Linked DNA regions of Sus scrofa: region 2 is linked to region 1. Evidence: chromatin contacts called from public Hi-C data. All regions are on one chromosome and are shown on one strand. The core of a region is the stretch at or near the end of the contact, and the rest is flanking DNA. Distances in the headings are between cores, read along the strand shown. Region 1 holds the start of PLPP3 (phospholipid phosphatase 3). Region 2 overlaps PLPP3 (phospholipid phosphatase 3).

Region 1 (2,607 bases), core at 35-2,534:
CCAGAAGACAGCAATTTTGCCTTCCTTTACCAGCCCACTTGTTCTACGCAGTCTGACTTGAGCTTCATTCAGCAGGCACCAAACTCTGTGTGCGGTACTGGGGAGAGGGTTTGGAGCTGATAATCTATAGAGCGGACTCATCTTTACTAACTATAACACCAAATCAGACTGTAATAGGTACTACAAGAGTGCTGCAAACCAAGTGCTGAAGGTGAAGTTAATTCTGTCCGGGGATCAAGAAAGGGCCCAGAGAGAAGGTGCTATTTCAGAGGATTCTAAAGCAAGAAAAGCATTTTGGTAGTTAGAGAAGGGATGGATGTGCAGAGACAGAGGGAGGCAGAGGCCAGGGTGTGGAGTGGGAAAGGACTATTGGAGAAAGGCCAAGTGGCTGGATCTAGGGATACTGAACCCTATAACAAGTCAGTAAAAAAAATCATGATCTAGAACATGATGGAAGATAGAAGGAAAGGTCCTTGCCTTGGAAATGTTTATGCTCTGTCTGGGGGAGAATTAATTCACATAGAAGACTGTGAAAGCACATGACAGCCTCTACTGCAAAGCGTTAGATTGCCCCCCAAGCTAGAGATATGCTAGCTCTGGGAGAGCTCTCCTGCTTCCCTGGACAGCTGCCCCCAACACTCAATACTGATACAAGCAGGCTGGGGGCCAGCCGAACTGGCAGGGATTTGGAGGGCTGGGAACTACAAGGAATAAAGTAAAGGTTAACACCTACACAGCATTTCCTATGTACCTAGCACGGTTCCAGGCGCGTCTATGGATTAGCTAATGACATCTTCATAATTACTCTATTTAGGAGAAAGTTATTATCTCCAGCTTACAGATGGGGAAACAGAGGCACCGAGCCACAGCCAGGATTCCAAGCCACAGGATCTAGTCCCAGAGCCAGTGCAGTCCTTTTCCTGTTCGGAGCCTCAGAATCTAGCCCAGTATCCAGTGCTGAGTGTTCAGATCTCAAAAAATAAACAAACAAACAAACAAAACAAACCCCCCCCAACAATTTATTTGAGTATTTTCAGGAGGAAACGATTCAAATCAAAACAAAGACTTGAAAGCCCCAAATATGTAAAGGAGGATAAAAGAGGAGAAACGCTTTTTTAGCTGTACAGCCTCAACGTTTGCCTGATCCAAGGCTGTTTCTTTTTATTTACATTTTTTTTTTCTCGTTTTGTGACAATTTAGTGTTTTTGAACGCTAGGGGCTCCCGGATTCTCTGGTTTGAAAGTAACTTTTCCTTTTAGGATTTTTTTTTTTTTTTTTTTTTGGAAGGGGGTGGGGGAAAATGTGGCCTTAATTATCCTACGTCTTAGGCTGCTTAAGGAAGGGGCTGTGCTTTCGGAATCCCTTCTGAGCCAAGTAAGGAGGTCCCTCTCTTTGCCTCTCTCTCTTTTTTAAAGGACCTCATGAAATAAAAGTGCCGAAAACAAACCCAGGCGATCACAGCGGCGGCGGCGGCGGCAGCAGCAGCAGCAGCAGCAGCAGCAGCAGCAGCAGGAGGAGGAGGAAAGTAGGAGTTGGGGCAGCGCTCCGAGGTGGCTGGGCTCCGCGCAGCTCCCATTCATTAAGCAACCAGCTGCGGAGGAAGGTGGCCGAGCGCCCGCGCTGCCCCCTCGCTGCTTTGCGCACGGACACGCCAGCTCCGCGCGTCCGGAGCAACGCAGCGCTGCAGAAGTTTCTGCTCGGGAGTTGACTCTCTTCCCCTTGGACTTTCGAACGATTCGGGGTTGAGACAGGAAAAGCGGAGGAGCACCAGGGAGCAGAAAGCACCACCGCCTGCCCTTGGAAGCGGGGCAGCGGGGCCGCACTCTCCCGCCGCGCCCGGAGAAGCCTCGGTCGGGAGGCGACCCCGGCGTCTGGGTGTGTGGCTGCAGTCGTGGGGCGTCTTGGCCAGCGCCATGCAAAACTACAAGTACGACAAGGCTATCGTCGCGGAGAGCAAGAACGGCGGCAGCCCGGCGCTCAATAACAACCCGAGGAAGGGCGGCAGCAAGCGGGTGCTGCTCATCTGCCTGGACCTCTTCTGCCTCTTCATGGGTGAGCCCAGCCCCTCTGTCCCCCCGGCCCTCAGCGCCCGTCCCAGCCCGGCCCGGGGCTGCGCGCGAAGCTCGGCGCTCGCTCCTGCGCGGGGCCCCGTCTCCCGGCCGCGCCGTGCTGCCCGTCCCGGGGGCCCCGCAGGCTTTTCCCCGCTCCCGGGTTCCCGCCCTCCCCGATCCTGCCGCCTCCCCGGCCTGTAAAGGAGTGTCGAGCGTGCTCTAGGCTTTCGCGGGCCACTTGGACACTCAATCTAAAAAGCTGCCTGCAGTTGGAAACGCAGGCAGAACCCCACGAAAGGTGAGGGCTTGTCCTCTTAGGAGAGGGAGGGGAAGTCGGTGGAACCAGGAGCCAGAGCCGGCGTAAAGCTGGTTGCCTTCCATCGAGTAAAACGGATCTCCTGGAGCGCCGGGCTCTTGCCTGGAGAGCGCTGCCTTCCCAGGGCCGAACGTAAACATCCAGCCTTTCCGCCGGGCTGCCTCGGCCCAGGACTTGCAAGCCGGCCTCTTCACTTGTTGCTCTCGTGAACGCCCTCCAGGGGTTGGGAGGGTGCTGTCT
Region 2 (2,607 bases), core at 36-2,535, 72 kb after region 1:
GCTGCAAAGCAGTCAGTTAGCATGCTCTCCTGAGCTTGAGATCAGGTCACAGACTCTTCTCTAACTCTTCCCAAAGCTGTACACCTGTATTTCTGACATGGGTATTGTAAAAGTGTGTGACAGATGAGTTAGAGGAGGCCACCGTTCCAAATGTCCCATTCAGGTTGCCCTTTAGTCCATGACAGTGTGTAGTCCCCTCAAATTGCTTCTTTTCTCCAGAGACAAAAGTCCAATGTGAAAGACCAATAGCTGGCACTAATTCCTTACGGAAGCCAGTTGATTTCTGTGGTTAGAACATGGACTTTAAAAAGGCAAATCTGGGAGTTCCTGTTGTGCCTCAGTGGGTTAAGAACCCAACATAGTGTCCACGAGGGTGCAGGTTTGATCCCTGGCCTTGCTTAGTGGGTTAGAGAGCCAGCATTGCCTCAAGCTGCAGCATATGTCATAGATGTGGCTCGGATCTGGCGCTGATGTGGCTGTGGCATAGATCAGCAGCTGCAGCTCGGATTTGACCCCTAGCCCGGGAACTTCCATGTGCAGCTGGTGCAGCCATAACAAGAAAAAATAAATAAAAGGCAAATTTTACTCAATGTAGATCATGGCCCGTTGTTACCTTGAGCAGGGAGCATGGCCTCTTTTGTCCTTGATCTCTCCATCTGTAAAATAAGCAGGATGGTTGTGACAATTGCCGATGATGTATTTTCAGGCACCTTGCTCGGTGTCTTAATGCTCAGCAAACCAGCCATTCTTTTTCTCCCCTGATAGTGACAGAAAACAAGACCCGATTCCTTTTAAAGGAGAAAAATCAACTCCAGACTCCTCTTGGTCCCTAAAGTAGTGGAATAACTTCCCAGTGTCGAGTCAGTCACCAGGCATGTGAACCAGAGCCAAGTGTGAACCATGGAGGAGATGGGAGAAGGGAGAAAGTTTCTCCTGGTGGGTATCAGCGATCTGGGTAGACTTCCAGGAGGAGAGCGGGCGGGGACAGAGGAAGGACAAAAGCCTCCTTCTCAGTCTTAGCCCAGAGCTCCCAAGAGCAATGGAAATGAAGCCAGAGGACAGTACAGACCTGTTTCACCAGTATGCAAATCGTGTAATGAAGCCCAAATGACTTAGCTAGAACCAGGGAGGCTCACCCCCGTCTGACCTGCTGGTTCAGCCCCAAGGGGGAGGGGGAGGAGGACGAGGAGGAGGAGCCAGCTGGAACTCAGACCTTTCTAAGGAGGTTTTGTTGGAATCCCATAGGACCCCAGTTTTGAAGCTCGGACCAGGAAGGAGAAGGGACTGCTCACTGGAGTGAATTCTGGGTGCCAGGGACTTTCACCCCCGGGGGCGGGGAACAGACACACACCCTTCTGGTGCAATCTCCATGTCTGCCACCCAGCAGTTCTATTTAGCAATTGGAAGAAAAACTTAGTCCCAGAAAGGGACTGAAAGATTATTCTTTTCTGGTGAAGGAGCTTATATTCTCCATGCCTGTGTCTTTCATTCAGTTTTGAACAGAATGGATGCTCACAGCAGTTTTTTTGTTTTGTCTTTTTAGGGCTGCATCTACAACATATAGAGGCTCCCAGACTTGGGGTCTAATTGGAGCTGTAGCTGCCAGCCTATGCCACAGCCACAGCCACAGCAACGTGGGATCTGAGCCGTGTCTGCGACCTACACCACAGCTCACGGCAGCGCTGCATCCTCAACCTACTGAGTGAGGCCAGGGATCGAACCTGCGACCCCATGGATGCTAGTCAGATTTGTTTCTGTTGAGTCACAGCAGGAACTCCCACTTTTTTTTTTTTTTTTTTTTTAAAGTGAACGAATCTGCTTATGTCATAGAGGAGAAAGCAGAAACTCAGAGAAGCAGAATGCCTTGGCCAGGTTCAGACAGCTAGTGTGTAACAGAGAGAAGATTCCAACCCAGTTTCTCTGATGGCAAGTTAGACACTTTCTACAGCAGCATCACACTGATGCTTAGGAAGTGGATTCTCTGGGCCCAGAGGCCTTCATACTGATGGGGAGGTAAGACCCAAAGAGGACAGGAGCTCAGGGCTGCTGACCCCCATGAGAGGTCAGCGTGATTGAGGCTTTCTGATTTTGTCCAGCTCTGCTCACCCCTTTCTGTGTGTGTGTGTGTGTGTGTGTGTGTGTGTGTTTTGTCTTTTTAGGGTTGAACTGGCAGCATATGGAGGCTCCCAAGCTAGGGGTCAAATCGGAGCTGTAGCTACCGGCCTACACCACAGCCACAGCAATGCTGGATCCAAGCCACCCACAGCTCACGGCAACACTAGATCCTTAACCCACTGAGCAATACCAGGGATCGAACCTGAAACCTCATGGTTACTAGTCAGGTTCGTTAACCACTGAGTCATGACAGGAACTCCTGCTCACCCTTTTTTAACCATGCTTTTCAGAGTACCTGGGGCTTTGGTGAAGCCCCTGCAGGAGTTTTGATTCTGGGAAAGATTCCTTCCTGTTTGTTCTAGGACAGCACATTGCACCCTTGGGGGCGGGAGGTTTGACTCTCCTGACCCCCAGAGCATCCCCAGGGGAGCAGGGCATTCCAGGAGCTCCTGACCCATCCTGGTGATGCCCTGGCCTCTGGCCTGGAGAGAG

Evidence for each region. Hi-C and Micro-C count contacts between places; a contact is called where the count stands out from the background.
Region 2: a contact with region 1 is called in a Hi-C map of liver, with 2.4 times the contacts expected there. The contact joins the enhancer-like site here to the promoter of PLPP3 in region 1. A contact is called at or near these places in 1 of 5 promoter capture datasets (skeletal muscle), 7 of 47 Hi-C or Micro-C datasets (liver, psoas muscle, retroperitoneal adipose tissue and 1 more) and 2 of 2 datasets of contacts at active chromatin or transcription factors (alveolar macrophages and skeletal muscle).

Annotation. Positions count from the first base shown.
Region 1 is chr6:155,799,556-155,802,162 of Sscrofa11.1, forward strand. PLPP3 (phospholipid phosphatase 3) reads left to right here and starts at 1,285. Exons shown (of 6, transcript XM_003127971.6): 1 at 1,285-2,052. The coding sequence starts at 1,914.
Region 2 is chr6:155,871,591-155,874,197 of Sscrofa11.1, forward strand. All of the region lies in intron 4 of PLPP3 (phospholipid phosphatase 3), which reads left to right. Among named protein-coding and RNA genes, the nearest start is that of PLPP3, 72 kb to the left of the region's middle. Within about 2 kb of position 1,286, at least 22 of the 83 cell types and tissues checked have an H3K27ac peak or open chromatin away from gene starts, as enhancers often do. A contact at or near this core is called in alveolar macrophages and liver, where this site is marked.